Regions from separate parts of the Bos taurus genome. Here region 1 is linked to region 2. Evidence: chromatin contacts called from public Hi-C data. All regions are on one chromosome and are shown on one strand. The core of a region is the stretch at or near the end of the contact, and the rest is flanking DNA. Distances in the headings are between cores, read along the strand shown. Region 1 holds the start of TOE1 (target of EGR1, exonuclease). Region 2 holds the start of CCDC163 (CCDC163 homolog).

Region 1 (4,127 bases), core at 1,404-3,903, 150 kb after region 2:
AGAGGGTTTCCAGGCATCAAAGTCCCTTCCCCAGGAAATGGGCAGGTGTGCTCACCGAGAAGTTGTCACAAATGCTGGTGGAATGAGTACGGTAGGTGGGGGGCGGTGCACAGCAGCGGTAGTCAATATGGGCCCTCATGCTAGAAGGATAGCTGCAGAACTCCAGGGTCAGGTGTGGGCTGCCAGCTGCCCGCTGCTTCCCATTTTCCCGCTCACTGCAACATCACAAGAGGATATGGATCCACTAGCATGTAAGCTCCGTGAGAGTAGGGGTTTTTGTCTGTTCTGTTCACTGCTGAACCCTTGGCACTAAAGCAGTGCCTGCCCCATGGTAGGCACTCACTTAACATCTTAAGTGAATGAAATAATCAGGCTTATGCCAGGCCCCACCCCGTTCCCTCAACCAGTTCCTCACCATTTCCGGAAGGCATATTCTAGGTAGGAGGCCAGAAAGCGGGCATGAAACTCGGCAGCATATTTGGTGTCATAAATGCCAGCGGGAAACATTTCACAAAGGTCAGCAGTGAAGGTTCCCAAGTTCTCGGGCAGATGTGCGTAAAAGTTCTGGTAGAGGAACACCAAGTCTATCAGGCCGTTGTGTAGTACCAGGGGCCGGCGGGCCCGGATCAGCTCCAGGAACAGTGTCCTCACTGACTGTCTCTGACTCTCATCACCCTAGGTAGAAAGAAAGGGGTCATCAAGAAGGATAGAGTGCCTTAGGGAACCTCTCTTGCAGGACACCTGTCCCAGGCAGCCTCACCTGGAAAGTTCTCCCTTGCTTTCATCTAATTTATTGCTATTCACCAGTTTATCAATCTTGTTTATCCAGCTCTGTCACTGGTGAGTCCCCATACTCCTAAGAAGCAGATCCTCCCCAGTGTACCCACCCTAGAGTAGTAAGAAATGAATTCACAAAAGAGGCAGTCTCAAGGCTGAAGATCTACCTTGTCATTGCCCTTGTGGTAGGGGATTCCTTGAGCGTACTGGCGGTTGAAGTTGAAGCCATGCTGTACCAGGAACTGCACAGACTTTGGTTCTATGACATACTCTTCCATGCACAGTAGGGTCAGATTGAACACTTGGGCCAGGTATGAGTGTTCACCCTGGGAGAAAAAGAGATTCTACTACATCCAGCCTTAGGAGAAAAAAACCTTATAGCTGATGTTCATCAGTATCTCAATCCCTCCTTCCCTTGCCACAGACCTGGGATGGGGGTGACAGTAACCCATACCTTGTCTGGCTGCTGCTTGAAGCAAGCGAGGCCCAGGGAGAGGATGGAACGGGTCCTGGCAGCATGACACACGGCCTTGTAACGTTCCTCGATGCACCTTGGGGTTGGGTTTGGGGGTGGCTGTGGCTGGGAGTTAGCCTCATGCAAGACCCAAACCACCCAGGACTGTGACCTCCACTCTAGGGTTGAGGTCTGCCCTTCCTGGCAAGGCTAGGACTAAAGAGATCAGGGCTTATACTTACTGGTTCAGCAAACACTTCCTGTCCCCAAGCCCACTCAGTTCCTATGGATCAGTAAAGGGAGAGCTGTTAGGTTCTGCAGTACCAGCCCTTTAACCACCACCTGCTCTCCCAGTTCCCTAGCTCTCACCGTGTCCACAGCCACAAAGTTAGCTGTCTTTATGGCCAGGAGGAGGGATGGCCACATCTCCTTGAAGTTGTCACTTTGCACATCCACCACGGGAACCTGGACTACTAGCTCCTCTCCAGATTTTGTGCTTTGGCGGACACCATCTGGAGATAAGAAGGGTGATGGATATTAATGCTCAGGGAAGAGCCCAAGGGAACAGACACCAAGCTAGGCCATGGCTGGGAGCTGGGGCAGCTTCCCCCTCAAGAGTTATATTGCATATGCTTTATACACAGGATTGGAGTGAACAGTGCCCTGAATTTGGGGAGAGAAAGCTTGGGCCTTCCAGTGGCTAATGTAAAATTCTGGGAAATTGTTTCCCCTTAGCATCAAGACCTGTAAAAGTGGAAGGCTGAACTAGATAATCTGTTGAGGTTCCTTTTCCCCATATCCTGCAGGAAATATTTTGCAAGGTTTGAGGACTTCAGGCCCGTTGATATCCCACAAAGCTCTGTAACCGTTCCCATGGTGCCTCAGAGCCACAAGTGGCAGTAGCCAGTATGTGCCAGAGCCTAACAGATAACGCCCCAATCCGTCCCACTTCCTGTGGACCACAACTCCCAACCTCCCCCAATTAACAGCGCTATAAACTCCAGACTACATCTCCCGACATGCCCCGACGGGTCCTAACTATCCTCCCAACACTCCAGGCTTTTGGAGGCGGGACCGCGGTGCACACCGGGACATGTAGTCTCCTCGTGGCTGATCCAAAAGGAAGGCGCTAGTCCTCCGAAACTTGAGGCAGGTTTCTTAGAACTATGAGTCCGAGGCCCTCCGCTGCCTCGGAGCGCACAGGCTTTGAAAACGGCCCCTGGGAAAGCCACTCACCGTCTGAGACCGTGGGAGCTGAGGCTGCGCCATCGTCACTGTCGGCGGCCATGACACCGCGGGTCCCTCGCTAGTATAGTCACTGGGCACGGGGGACTTCCGCTTCGTCTCCTGTCTCGGTTCCTGCAGTCGGGGATGGGGCGGGGTCTCATACCCAGAATCGCCGAACGGTCGGACTTCCTTTAAGATCTCCTGCGTCTGGTGCGGAAGAGGCAGCCTGGCGCGCTAGAGGCAGCCTGGCGCGCGCTGGAATCCTATTGGCCGGCGTGGATCGGCTTGCCGCCAATATTGGCCGGGGCCACGCCCCCTGGAGTTCGTCGGAGAGCTTGGCGCGGGAGATCGCGCGGGAGGTAATTCCTTCTTCCTGTGCGACCTGGCGGGAACGCAGGCTTTCGTGTTATGCTGTCTTCATCGACTCTGCCCCGGGGTGGGGGTTGGGGTTTTTATGTCTGTAGAGGATGAGATGATACCTGAGCTAAGCTTAAAGCAACCGTAGAAGTTATGCAGACTAGAGACTGTGGGTGGAAAAAGGATTTGGGAAAAGGCTAGCTCCTAGGGAGGGTGGAGAGCTCGTTGCATTCCAGCAAGTGAAAGGAGCGGGGAAGGGGACAGGAGATGAGGCTGCGGAGGGTGAAAGCGACCGCTAGCAGGGACACTTTTGAAACAATAGACGCGCATGATAATAAGGACTTGAATTAGGCTCCAGCAGTGACAGCTTGTAAGCAATTAGGAGTTATAGTTGTTCCTGAGGGGTTTGGGATTTGATTTCTGCTACTGAGAGTTGTCCCTACCGTAGACCAGAACTTTCTCAAGAGCTCTGGTTTCCACCAAGGACTCTGAACCTTTTCTGTCTCTGATTATTTGCTGTTTCCAGTTCATCCTTTCTACTGAATCTTTTCATCATCATTCTGAATTGTTTGGATTTCTCCCATTCTGGAAAAAAGGGGTACTTTTAATGCAGTTTGCCTGGCACTGTGCACAACAGTCAACAAAAGACACCCAAGTTTCTTTCATGGAATTTTACAGTTAAGTGGGGAAAGCAGACACTGATCAAAGAATCACAAATAAACATGAAATTATGATTGGTATAAGAGCAACAGTGGAGAAGTACAGAAGAGGGTAAGACTGGGGGGGATCTGATTTGGACATTTAAGTCAAGACCTGAAGAGTAAATAAATGTTAGGACAAGAGCTGTCCAAGCAGAGGAAATGAACTGGGTGAGGCCTCAAGGTGGACAGACACTTTGGGAATTGAAGCAACTATTTCAGGCAAACATGGCTGGAGCGCGGTGGGTGAGGGGATGAGGCAGGTTGAGCTGTTTGTATCCTGCAAAGATACATTAAGAGGATTGGCTCCTGAGAGCAATGGGTGTGACAGCCAACGTCCTCGTGGCCTACAAGGTACTTTGTAATCCTATTCCCCGCACCTTGTTTGGAATGGCACCCACTCCAGTATTCTTGCCTGGAGAAGTTCATGGATAGAGGAGCCTGGAGGGCTACAGTCACAAAATCAGAAATGACTGAGCGACTTTCAGTTTCCCCTTCTTTACCTCTTTGACCTCACCTACTACTCACCCCTTCCTATTCCATTTCTAACCACACTGACTTCCTCAATCTACAAACACACCGGGAACCCTGCTGCACTAGCACAGGTAGTCATC
Region 2 (4,184 bases), core at 884-3,383:
GCTAACTTAGGCCTTAGCCAGGCCCATACCTTGGCCTGGCATTCAAGGTTTCATGCAAATTGTCCAGCCTCCTTATTCAAACAATGAAATTCTCCTGATGATGTGTGTTTGTGGGGAACTCACCTGACAGTTATAATAGAGAGGCAAAGAATTCATAAACAACTAAGAAAAAGAAGAAATTGATTGTACTGTGGTTAGTGCAATAACAGGGCCAATGAAGGGCCTCTGAAATTAGAAAAGGCTTCTTGGAAGCTGAGTCTTGATGCTGGGAAGGTAACTTACAGGCTGATGTGGAGAGGGAGAATCTGGTGTGTGTTTTAAACAGGTCCCAGCATAAACAAAGAGGCAAAAAATGCAAAGCATACTTGGAGAATAGCAAATTGTCTAGTTTGATAGAAATGAAGCATCTGAGGAGGAGAGCAGAGGGAGAGAAGGCTGGAGAGATCAGTAAGAATGAGACTGTGACTGGCCTTGAATACCAATTGAAGGAATATGGGTCTAATTTGCTGACAGTGAGGGGTTAGCCATTGAAGATTTAAGAAGCAAACTGACATGGTCAGTTTTAGATCAACCTGGCTGCAGTGTGGAGGAAGGAATAGAGGCAAAGTGACAGCAAGGAAGTTATTGCAGAAATCCAAATGACTAATAGTGGGCTGAACCAGAGCATAGATAGGTTGAATTTAGGAGACAGATTCCTAAAGATCGCTGTGGATGACTGTATGTGGCGCTGGGAAGGGGAGAGAAGTAGGAACACAGGATGACTGGCAGGGCTGTAAGAGGCACTGTTCAATACCACAGCTCCTTCTACCAAAGTCTTCTTGATTATATCAGACAGGCATCTCCAATCTCTCCCACACCTGCCATCCACCATTATCTCCATACCTTTACTCAAGCAATTTCTGATATTTGAGATGTACATGACCCTCCTTCCTTCCAATCTATCTTTTCATATATAGCTCAACTCCATTTTTTCCAGGGAAGCCTCTCTGAGGCTAGACCCAACTACCTCTTCCTCTATAATCCTCTCCCAGCATTGCTGTATGCCACTCAGTGGAAAGTGGAAAGGGTGGCCTCTTAAGCATCAGGCAAAAGGCTCAGGTTGAGTTGATTTAGCCCTGCACTAAGCACAGGGCTCAGTGCAGAGGGCACTGGATGTGGGGGGAGATGGACCTATGTGACTAAGGGTAGGTCCTGATGCCAGACTTCTGTGTCAGGCAAGTGTACAGTTTCTAAACCCAGCCCAGCATTGATGATTGGCAACATCATGAATGTAACCTTTTGCAGATAGACTGAACAACCAAGCCAACTGTTTGCTTGTTCAACATCCAGAATGCCCTTTGCTCATGAGCCATACAAACATTCCCAGACCTTGCCCTCTCCTAAACTCCTTCAGGAAGCTTCCAAAGTGACTCTGGCTCCACAGATCCCCTTCTTCCTCTAAATTACCTGGGTGACAAAACCACAAGGTTACTGGATCACATGGTGTCTCCCACTCATCAATACAGCATTGTAGGAGGGTAAAAGAGATAACTCATTGGAAAGACTTTTATGTTGGGAAAGACTGAAGGCAGGAGGAGAAGGGGACGACAGAGGACGAGATGGTTGGAGGGCATCACCGACTCAACGGACATGAGTTTGAGCAAGATCCGGGAGTTGCTGATGTACAGGGAAACCTGGCGGTGCTGCAGTCCATGGGGTGACAAAGAGTCGGACACGACTGAGCGACTGAACAAAAACAACAAAAGAACAAACCTGCAACGCTGCTCTACCCATTTAGCCCAAGCGCCCTGTCTCGACAATTAAACGGACTCGCGGCCAGAGGAGCTCGAGAAAGATCAGAAAATTCACGGGCCTCACGTCAGTGGCACCGAAGCCATCCATACGCTTAGCCCTAGCACCGCAGCAGGGATAAACCAACCTGGAAGGGGTAAACTTCGAAGCCAAAAGGGCACAACGTGTCCTCAATCTTCTGCTTCAGCTCTGCGACTAGCGGCTCCATAGTGCACGTTACACACTGAGCCTGCTGGGGAATGGAGTCTCAAGGTTACTCGGGACTTTACGCTTTGAGACAGCTTGGACTCCATTTCCCAAGAGCTACGGGGATCAGCTGCGGGACTGTGTTGTCTCTGCGCGATGCATCCTGGGACACGTAGTTCATTCAGTTCCTAGAGGCACCCACTACAGAAGCAGAAAAACTCGGTTTCCCGACAAGCTTCACGGTGGGGGGGGGGGCACTGTGACTGCGCGTGTTGCTTCCAGGGAAACGTAGTTCGGTAGCCTCCATCGCCGGTTGTCTCCAATAGAGGCGAACTCAATTTCCCAAGTGGCGCCGCAGAGGCCAGTCCGAAGTCGGGCTTTCCCCGCCTACCGTAAGGTTTGAACTGGGCGGTTTCAGTGGTTACTGGCACAGTTTCAGTGTTATGGTGCCAGAGTTGTGAGTCTGGGGACGTCTAAACCAAGATTCAGCATCTTCAATTCCCAATTGATATCTGTTTATCAGGGCATCCCGCTTTTCCCCTAATTTCGCAAGGAAGCCGCTCCCCCGACTAGTCCCAGAAACGCAGTTTTGGTCTGACTATTGCTTCCTTACCTTTAGTATTGCATCCCCCAACTCACCTCTTTAGAGCTTACGTTGTGGTCTTCCCTGGGCTGTGTCTTTGGTGTCCACAGTGTGGGGAGCAAGGGCACAAGACGCCAGGGAGCCAGACCCTTGCTGCAGTCTATGAGTAGGAGCCTGAGCTGGTCTGAGCAGCTCGACGCGCTTCTCAATGCTACGGACCGAAATGTGAACAGGATTAAGGTGAGGGGGCTCCTGAGTCCCCTACTCCCTTGTTTAGGGGATGTGAGTTAATAGATTGCAAAACAGAACTCATTGACCTGTGCATTTGTTTCTTTTGTAGCAGCGGCTGTATCCACTTGGAGTCTCTACCGGGGGTAAATATTGTCCCTCAGCCTTTCTTTCCAGTGTTATCCACTGTTCCTTCCAAATTCCAACTTTTCTTTTCCTGAAGAAACATCTGTTCCCCCCTCCGCCTAAGGGGCTTTCCACTTGTCCCTTCCTTTTTCTCTCAGCAGGAGACCTGGCTGGGACTTGGATTTCCCCTCGTGACTTGCCTACTGAGTCAGGAATCCAAGCTCAAAAGGCTTGGGCTCTAGAGGCTCCCGTATTTCCAGAGAGGCTAAACTGGGCTGAGGCCCACAGTGCATCTTCTCTCAGGGATGAAGTTACTATTCTTTGATCCCAGGCTCAGGTGAGGCATGGTGTGTATATTTGGGGTTTGTGTGACTGTGTAACTGATGAGGTTACCGGTGATTGGGGAGCTCATGGGGTTTTTCTGCCTGGGTAGGTGACTGAAGCACTACAGCAGGCTGTCCAGGGCCTGCTGGAAGAGCGAGAGGAGCAGAAGTACCAGATCTCTGCCCTGGAAGGTATCTCATCATTCTTTTCTTCATATACACAGCCTCAAATGTGTGTGCACATTTTGTGGCTCTTCTATTGTCTGTGCACTTGTGTCTTGATTTGCAAGTGGAGTCTGTAGGCTCATGTGTGATATTCTTAGGGGGCTGATCCCCTACTTGTCTCACTGTAGCATCACTAAGGTTGCTGCAGGGGGGCCCAGAGCAAAGGGTCCTTCTCCTGGAGCAACATCTGGAAGAGATGAGAAGGGAACTGCAGGGCCTTCGAAGCCAGGTGCAGGAACAGGCCCAAGCCCAAATACAGACAGGACCACAGAAGTGCAGTGCCACCAGTGGCCTTCACGAAGAGCTTCAGAATGAGTAAGTGATGGGCAAAACCTTGTCTTCTTCAGCCCTGAACTCCTGGTACTCTGGTAGCCTCCTCTGGGCTTGTTAATTGGTTTTAGAATGACACTGCTATTATCCCTGAAGGCAGCAACTGCTGTTCGAGGAGTCACAGATTCTTCGGGAGGAACTAAAGTTGCTACGGGACCAGCTGAGTGAGTAAAAGATTGAGGGTGTGTATGAATTCACCTCTTCCCTTTTCTGAAAAGCCTTCTTGCTTTCCTTATAAATGACCATACCTTTGATAGCTTGAGCTACCCAGAAACCTGGCCGAGTATTTTGTCTTTTCTCATATGGTATGAGTGTGCATCTCCAGTCAGCTTGGAAACTGCCCAGTAGCTGGACCAGAATGTATTTGTCCGTTTTCAGTGCCAGGCTGGGTG

What was found. Hi-C and Micro-C count contacts between places; a contact is called where the count stands out from the background.
Region 1: a contact with region 2 is called in a Hi-C map of skin fibroblasts, with 3 times the contacts expected there. The contact joins the promoter of TOE1 here to the promoter of CCDC163 in region 2. A contact is called at or near these places in 6 of 11 Hi-C or Micro-C datasets (blastocyst, blood, liver and 3 more).

The regions. Positions count from the first base shown.
Region 1 is chr3:100,719,821-100,723,947 of ARS-UCD2.0, forward strand. It overlaps TOE1 (target of EGR1, exonuclease), which reads right to left and starts at 2,654. Exons shown (of 8, transcript NM_001075594.1): 1 at 2,468-2,654; 2 at 1,601-1,743; 3 at 1,474-1,514; 4 at 1,232-1,328; 5 at 945-1,103; 6 at 416-675; 7 at 56-215. The coding sequence starts at 2,519. MUTYH (mutY DNA glycosylase) reads left to right here and starts at 2,629. Exons shown (of 17, transcript NM_001046135.2): 1 at 2,629-2,817.
Region 2 is chr3:100,569,063-100,573,246 of ARS-UCD2.0, forward strand. CCDC163 (CCDC163 homolog) reads left to right here and starts at 2,134. Exons shown (of 6, transcript XM_059885161.1): 1 at 2,134-2,800; 2 at 2,848-2,934; 3 at 3,726-3,749; 4 at 3,893-3,956. The coding sequence starts at 2,723. MMACHC (metabolism of cobalamin associated C) reads right to left here and starts at 2,128. Exons shown (of 4, transcript NM_001015588.3): 1 at 1,919-2,128. The coding sequence starts at 1,999.